Linked DNA regions of Danio rerio: region 1 is linked to region 2. Evidence: chromatin contacts called from public HiChIP or PLAC-seq data. All regions are on one chromosome and are shown on one strand. The core of a region is the stretch at or near the end of the contact, and the rest is flanking DNA. Distances in the headings are between cores, read along the strand shown.

What was found. HiChIP or PLAC-seq counts read pairs in DNA pulled down with a chosen protein or histone mark.
Region 1: a contact with region 2 is called in an H3K4me3 HiChIP or PLAC-seq map of gastrula embryo, with 2.4 times the contacts expected there. The contact joins the promoter of si:dkey-81l17.6 here to the promoter of cramp1 in region 2. A contact is called at or near these places in 2 of 4 datasets of contacts at active chromatin or transcription factors (embryo and gastrula embryo).

What each region holds. Positions count from the first base shown.
Region 1 is chr3:14,738,007-14,742,366 of GRCz12tu, forward strand. It overlaps si:dkey-81l17.6 (a long non-coding RNA gene), which reads right to left and starts at 2,407. Exons shown (of 2, transcript NR_170142.1): 1 at 2,154-2,407.
Region 2 is chr3:14,554,401-14,558,457 of GRCz12tu, forward strand. It overlaps cramp1 (cramped chromatin regulator homolog 1), which reads right to left and starts at 1,684. Exons shown (of 20, transcript XM_005163839.5): 1 at 1,576-1,684. The region is part of intron 1 of LOC137490042 (a long non-coding RNA gene); the gene reads right to left. jpt2 (Jupiter microtubule associated homolog 2) reads left to right here and starts at 3,736. Exons shown (of 5, transcript NM_199575.2): 1 at 3,736-3,915. The coding sequence starts at 3,860.

The sequences.
Region 1 (4,360 bases), core at 1,157-3,656, 180 kb after region 2:
CACGTGATTTGATTGACTGCAGCTGGCCACTCATCTACACTCATTGGCTATAGCCAATCGGATTGATCCAAACTCACTATAAGTAACCTAGCTAAGATCTACTCCCTTATCTTCGTTTTCCGAAGAAACCCCCCATCCACCCCTTCTCCTCCTTTCCTCTTTTGCCGAGGGGAGCTCTCGAGAACACCTGACCTCGTACTCCCCTCACATGCTTTATGGACCTGGCAGGAGCCCTGGGCTCAACTATCTCCGAACTCAGGGTTCTCTCCCGGGACAGCATGCCAAACCTGCTAACTTGCTAACAAGTTGTCAAACAGTATCTAAGTGTGAACTCTTGAAAAACAATAATGGTACAATATAATAACAATAAAATGCATATTGTAGGAACAATAATAACAGCAGTTATATACAGTTGAAGTCAGAATTATTAGCCCCCTTTTGAATTTATTATTATTATTTTTTTTCATTTTTAAATATTTCTTAAATGATGTTTAACAGAGAAAGGAAATTTTCACAGTATGTCTGATAATGTTTTTTTCTACAAGAGAAAAGCTTATTTGCTTTAATTTCCGATAGAATAAAAGTCAGTATTATTTTTTTGAAAACCATTTTAAGGTCAAAATTATTAGCCCCTTTAAGCTATATCTTTTTCAGGATAGTCTACAGAACAAACCATCGTTATACAATAACTTGCCTAGTTAATTAACCTAGTTAAGCCTTTAAATGTCACTTTAAGTTGTATAGAAGTGTCTTGAAAATATCTAGTAAACTATTATTTACTGTCATCATGACAAAGATAAAATAAATCTGTTATAAGAAATGAGTTATTAAAACTATAATGTTTAGAAATGTGTTGAACAAATCAGCTCTCCGTTAAACAGAAATTGGGAAAAAATAAACAGGGGGCTAATAATTCGACTTCAACTGTAATGCTGATTGTAACAACTTATTATTTCATCCTTATCTTACTTCTTTTTAAATCATCTCAGTTACAGTATTTTTAGTTGAAACTGGGTTCTTTACAGCACGCAGGAAATTATTATTTTTCGTGTAAAAGCCCTTAAAACAGTCAGGACACAGGGCATATGTAATATGTCATTTTAAACGACTATTTATGTTGATGTATTTGTTAATTGTCTGTTTTATAACAATATACGACAATTGATAACATCTTTGAAAAATAGAATAGATATATTAGCAGGTTACAGAAAAAAAGGACTTTTATGCAATCTGACTCCTCTGGCGTCCACATAGGTGGACAGTTGGGTTTAGGTGAATAAAAACTTAATTTTACCCTAAATTTAATTTGATAGATTACTAACATATTCATCATACTTTACTGCACATACTGATTTTTGTATTTACTTCAATTGACCTCCTTGAAGACAAGTTTTTCACAGATTTGCCTGAGGCATTTAAGGGTTTCCACAGTATGTCTGATATTTTTTTCTTGTGGAGAAAGTCATATTTGTTTTATTTTGGCTAGAATAAAAGCAGATTTTTTTATTTTTTAAACACCATTTTAAAGACATAATTATTAGCCCCTTTAAGCTATATTGTTTTTTGATAGTCTACAGAACAAACATTACAAAATAACTTGCCTAGTTAACCTAATTAAGCCTTTAAATGTCACTTTAAGCTGTATAGAAGTGTCTTAAAAAATATCTAGTCAAATATTATTTACTGTCATCATGACAAAGATAAAATAAATCAGTTATTAGAAATGAGTTAAAGCTATTATGTTTAGAAATGTGGTGAAAAAAATCGTCTGTCCGTTAAACAGAAATTGGGGTAAAAAAATAAACAAGGGGGCTAATAATTCGACTTCAACTTTATTTATAGCCTACACCATATATACACATCTTCTTTTAGCAGGTTTGGTTCTCCATATCTGCACGAGGCCTACAGCATTATTATAGCTAATGTAAACCCGCGTCATGTTGTGTGATTCCTCGTATTACGCATTAATAAATGTTAATATTATATAACATGACAGACCTAACTATTCCAATATTACCATTTGCTCTAACCATAGCCTAATGATAAGTACATTTAGGTAAGCGCCCACCCACAAACACCATCAATCAAAACCCCCTCTTAAAAACAACACAACGCTGCTCTTCCTCCATTATTTGCTGCATTTCATCACCAACCTTTGTGTTTCGCGATCCGTCCCGAGGCGCGTCCATGTCGACACAATCACAGCATGTAGATGATGTAGGACAGGAACATGAGGCCGATGATGGCGAAAAACATCAATATCAGGACGTCCAGCATGATGAGGGAGATGCGGAAGACGTTCGGTCACCAGAGAGGAGAAATGTTGGGCTGTGTGTCCGGCGGACTGCAAACCCTTCCCGGCTGCTCAACACTGCTGGCCGCCCTGCGAGAAACAGATGCAGCGGGCGATAATAATAGCCGCGGCCAGCTGATCAGTAAAGGGAGCATCTTTTTGTGTTGTTGTTTCTTTAATGGGTGAAGAGTGCGCTTGCTTTATTATAATACATATGTTTTCACTATTATAGAAAACCAAGCGATACGGATAAAAGAGGCTGTTTTTGTTTTATATCAAAGTCATTAAATATTAAACTGAGGGCACACCCCAAACATCAACATAAATAAAAAAAATACCATCTCTACCTGGCTCCAAAGCGTTTCGAGCTTCTTCTGTTGAACATAAAGGATGATGTTATGAAAGATTTGTAGCCATTGACTTCAATAGTATTGGTTGATCATCCTATGGAGGTTATAGCTGCTGTTTTCCAACATTTTTCAAAATCTTTTTTTTTTTAAAACAACAAAAAGAATCAGTCCAAGGCACTCGAAAAATGTGAAAAATTTAAAAAGCCTTTATTCACATGGCTAAATCTCTAAAAACCTACACGTTTCGGCAAGAGTATGCCTTCATCAGGGTAACAGTTTTGTTTGTTTTTTCTGGATTAATATCTTTTTTTTTGTCAAATCAACTTTGTGGTTTCTGTGTGAACTATCCCTTTATGTATTAATATTATGTATTAATATTTCTCAAGTGCTGTTTAATGGAGAGTTTATAAAAACATATTCATTCATTTCCATCCACAGTGGAATTAACCACCAACATATCCAGCACCTTTTACGTAGCAGATGCTCTTCCAGCTGCATATTCCAACATATTTTTAAACATAATTTAACAACTAATTTCTAATAAGCAATTTCTTTTACCTTTGCCATGATGACAGTACATCATATCTTAGTTATTTTGCAAGATAATATTAATCTCAAAGGCTTAACCAAGTAAATTAGGTTACTTTGACAATTAGGCCAGAGATTGGACAACAGTGACCAATAAAAATATATTTATTTTAATATTAATAATAATATTGACCTAATATTGACATTTATTTTTTTTAAACTAAAAGAAATAAGACTTTAAAAAAAATGGGAAATGCACTGAAAATGTCCTTGCTCTGTTAAAAATCACGAGTGAAATATTGGGAAAATAATTAAAGATTCTTAATATATTGGAACTTAAATACCTGATGAAATAAGTATAAGCTCTGAGTAAATGGATCCAGTTCCTGCGTAGACCCAAAAATATATCCTTGTGTGATCGATGTAAAAGTGACAAGGAAGACTTTTTCCATATGTTCTGGACTTGTGAAAAGTTGAGTGACTATTAGGCACAAATGTTTAAAACATTAAATGAAGCCTTTAATTTAGAGACATATCCTGGTGTTGAGTTAGCTATTTTAGTGTACCAGAAAGCAAGTTATCGTTGACAAACAAGTAAATAAATGTTACTGCCTTCGCTACTTTGTTAGCAAGGAAAAGAATACTACTAGAGTGGAAATCAGCAGCTTCACCTAAAGCTTCAATGTGGATGTGTGATCTGATTTTATATTTGAAATTAGAGAAAATTAAATATCTAATGAAGGGATCTGTCCAAATATTTTGAGACATGACAACCTATGATCACAGATTTTAAAACAAGGAAGACTCTCTCCTTTATCTGATTTATATAACTGTGCAAACAGGTTTCATTGTGATCACTTAAATAATTTGGTTTCAAATTTATGTAAAAGACCACTATAAATGTATCAGATTATTGATTTGCATTATCATGTACTGTAGGTAATTATTTATTTAAATTATTTTTAAAGTTTATTTTTTATTTTATGTATTATATATTTGTATTATTATTTTATTCTTTCTATTTATTATTATTATTTTGTTTTGCTATATTTTTTCTATTCCTATTGTAATTGTATTTTAATTTTGTTTGTTTGCTAATTCATTTCGGTGGCAATGTTCAAAAATGGGGTGAAAATTACAACCTTGATTGTACAAAATGTTTTGTTAAAACTTGAGAAAGTTATCACAA
Region 2 (4,057 bases), core at 434-2,933:
GAGGTCAGGCAAAGTCGTCCTCTCCTGGCTGCTGCTCCTACTGGGGTTCAACTCCGCGCAGCACAACTGGGAGCTTTCGTAGCCACAGCAACTCCGACTCACAAACTCACTAGTTTTACCACAACAACAAACACCTGTCATCTAAGCATACGTTTAGGACCAAACACGCGGATTCAGCCGAACCCCGGCAGTTCTGCTTTTGAGGCATTTCGGTCAACACAAACCCACTGCACGCGCGCACACAGCCACTATCCTCTCGTCTGGACTTTGCTTACTCCATCTACGTCATCATAACTTCACAACAGAGCTGATGCTCGTTTATTGTTGACATTTAAAGATGTGCCTATTGACACCCCACAGACCCAGTCTATCCTAAGATAAAATGACTAAAGCGAGCGTTGATTTCATCATCTCGACGACAGGCAGGACAGACTTGATCGAGCACATATATAGATCACGTACTCGCAGGGGGTGTGGTGTGGTGCTTTGCACAAACAGAAGTAAATAAAACATTAAAACAAGTAAATATATATAAACACACACACGTGTAATATATGCAGATCTTTAGTGTGTGTTAAAATAAAAAAATGTGCATTTCTCAATAAGCGCCTTGCTTGCTTGATTAGGGTGTGTCTTAAGTTTAAGAGCTTCACACTTTGTCAAAAATGAAAAAAAGAGTGAGCAACTTAGTTGTTTACTATAAATACGTGTTGTTAATGATTTACATGCATGTTTAGATGTTAGAGAAACATGATGTGCAGTATATTTGAAACACTACTGCACTCCAGACTGAGAACTCTCACTTTATCTTGGGCTCAAATCAACTTCCAGCTTGATTTACTCCACGAATAGCCTTTTAATAATGTCTTTATGAAATCAGATCTAGCTAGGCTCACTTCAGCTGCTCAACCACTGCTCCCTACAGCTGCAGCTGTCAATGTCCAACAGACACCAAAACCTCAGATAAAACCAAATGCGTTCATTTCATCCTCTTGAGCATTCTGTGAAACATCTCCATTGCTTTAACAGTTAAACATCAAGCATGTATGTGCTTGGAGAATAACCTCACGCGAGTGAACACTATAGGTGACATAAAGTCTTAATAATACATCTACCTGCTTGAGAATTTCACACATACACATTTGTGGATTCAATTTAGGCATGAATATAGATGATTTAGTCTCAAAAATGAGCCAGATTATAAACTCTCAGTTAGTTCTGAAAGCTAGTCGTCAAAGTCTTTATAATAGAGGGTGTTTACTTTAATTACACATGCTTGTCAGTCCACTGAAAGCTTGTTTATGGTAGACATTAATATAATTATTATCATTAGTAGTAGTAGTAGTATTTATCATTGCGAAACAGAGAAGATATTAGTCTGGTTTCAGCATGAGCGAAAGCAACATGTCTAACGTTAGCCAACCAGCCTTGCCAGCTGCACATTCGTTGAGAAAGTTGCTTTGCTAACTTGCTAGCTAAACATTTACCGTTATGTTTGCGGTAAACCCGTATAATTCGCTCAGATGTGTGATCCACACATACGCCTTAATAAAAATGATTTGACACTCTCTCTACCTGTTTATACGATGTCCTTTTGGCCTTCACGGTATCCAGAAAGACAAAACCGGAGGGGTAGCAGGAGAAGCAGTGAGTACTGCATCGCTTCCTGTTTTCCTCTGCTGTCACACACGCCCACCACAGCTCAAAAACAAATCCACTGATTGGTCTGTGCGTTGCGCGTTGCTGGCTGCGTAAAATGATTGACGGGGATATAGTCCAATCAACGGTGGAATGTGTAGGGGGCGTTTTTTCAAAGAAGCCAATTATAACGTACGTTTACCCTGCGTCATTTTATTCATCGTGACAAATGTTTTAAAATAACGGTCCCACCCAAAATGAACAAAGACGACACAGAAACAATGAGGGACGGTAAATGAGCGCAATGAAAGTCAAGTTTTGTTTAATTTATTAGTTTCCTGTTCTTATATCAGTAAACTGTGGGTTTGTATGTTATACATATGTCATGTATAATATGTTGTATATTTATTGTGACGTTCAAAGTTAATATTTTATTTTTATTCAAATACTGCAATATATTTCTATTGAGCATTACTTTTCACTGGTATTTTGTTTATAATATATAATTTAGTATGTGATATTTTATATATTTTCATAATTAAGTCAAGATTATTTATAATACACAATATTAAAAAACTGAATATAAAACAAAACATAAAATGCAAAGGTTTTCTCAGATCATACAAATAACGTTTATTAGACAATCTTGAAAGCATTGATGAAGTGATCTTTGTTTTCAGCGATCAATCCTTGTTTGCACAAATTAGAATTTTTTTAATTCTTATTAAATTTATTCAGATAATTTAATAAAAGCTTTATTATATTATATTTCATGCTTGTAACAAATCTTAAAAATTTTATATGTAGTTTATGAACGTAACATTTTATATACATTATACATACACACACACAAACACACACAAATATATACACACATACACACACACACACACACACACACACACACATATATATATATATATATATATATATATATATATATATATAGTGTATATAAGTAGTGTATGTGTGTATATATATATATATATATATATATATATATATATATATATATATATATATATATATATATATATATATATAAAGTATATTCTATTGTATTATATTATTGTATTGTCCTATTGTGTTATATTATGTTATTTTATATTGTGTTATATTGTATTATATTATGTTATTTTATATTAAATTATATTTATATTATATTATTTTATATTATTTTATTTATATTATATAAAATAATATTTTATTCATTCATTCATTTTCTTGTCAGCTTAGTCCCTTTATTAATGCGGGGTCACCACAGCGGAATGAACCGCCAACTTATCCAGCAAGTTTTTTACGCAGCGGATGTCATTCCAGCCACAACCCATCTCTGGGAAACATTCACACACACACACTCATACACTACGGGCAATTTAGCTCACTCCATTCACCTGTATCACATGTCTTTGAACTGTGGGGGAAACCACAGAAACGACAACTGAGCCGAGGCTTAAACCAGCGACCCAGCGACCTTCTTGCTGTGAGGTGACAGCACTACCTTCTGCGCCACTGCTTCGCCCTATATTATATTATATTATATTATATTATATTATATTATATTATATTATATTATATTATATTATATTATATTATATTATATTATATATTATATTATATTATATTATATTATATTATATTATTTTGTATTATATTATATTATATTATTATACATTATTTTATTCTATATTATATTATTTTATATAATTTTATTGTGTATTTTATATTATATAATTATATTATAATATGCTAAAAATATTATAATATTAAATAAAATTATATAAAATATTAAATATGAAATAATATCATATGATATATTATTTTATTTTATATATTTTATTGTATTTTGCGTTATATTATATTATGAAAAAACATATATTCTCTCCATTAATTTATAATTACGCTTCAACAAACAGGAAAACGAGACGTCAATTCAGCTGACCAATCAGCATCCGAGCCCAGACCATTTATAGTCTTACAGCCAATAGAATTCCACTTCGGCCAGATTGATTTGTGAGACAGCCAGTCGCCTAATCATATGTGCAGCTCTGTCCTGAATGCGCATATGTCATAGGTGAACTCTGTCCAAGCCTTTCTGGGCGTGGTCGGACGAGGCTTTTTCTTTTTTTAGTGTAGATTTGCAGTCAGCGGTTGTGGCAGGGCACTTTCTGCTGTTGTTGAAGTTGTTGCGTCGCGTCGCGGCAGACCGAGACAAGCAATCATGACTTCCACAAACATGTTTCAGGGACTTGAGGCTAGTGGCAAATCAAGTTCAAGGTATGGGCGCAGTGCTGCGAGTTTACCTGCAGCTAATCTTTGTTTGTAGTGGTTTGTTGTTGACACTTACATGTGTTCATGTGAATCAGCGGTCGTGAATCTTGAAAGAGGAACTTTAGCATGGACAAGCGCTTCATGCTAA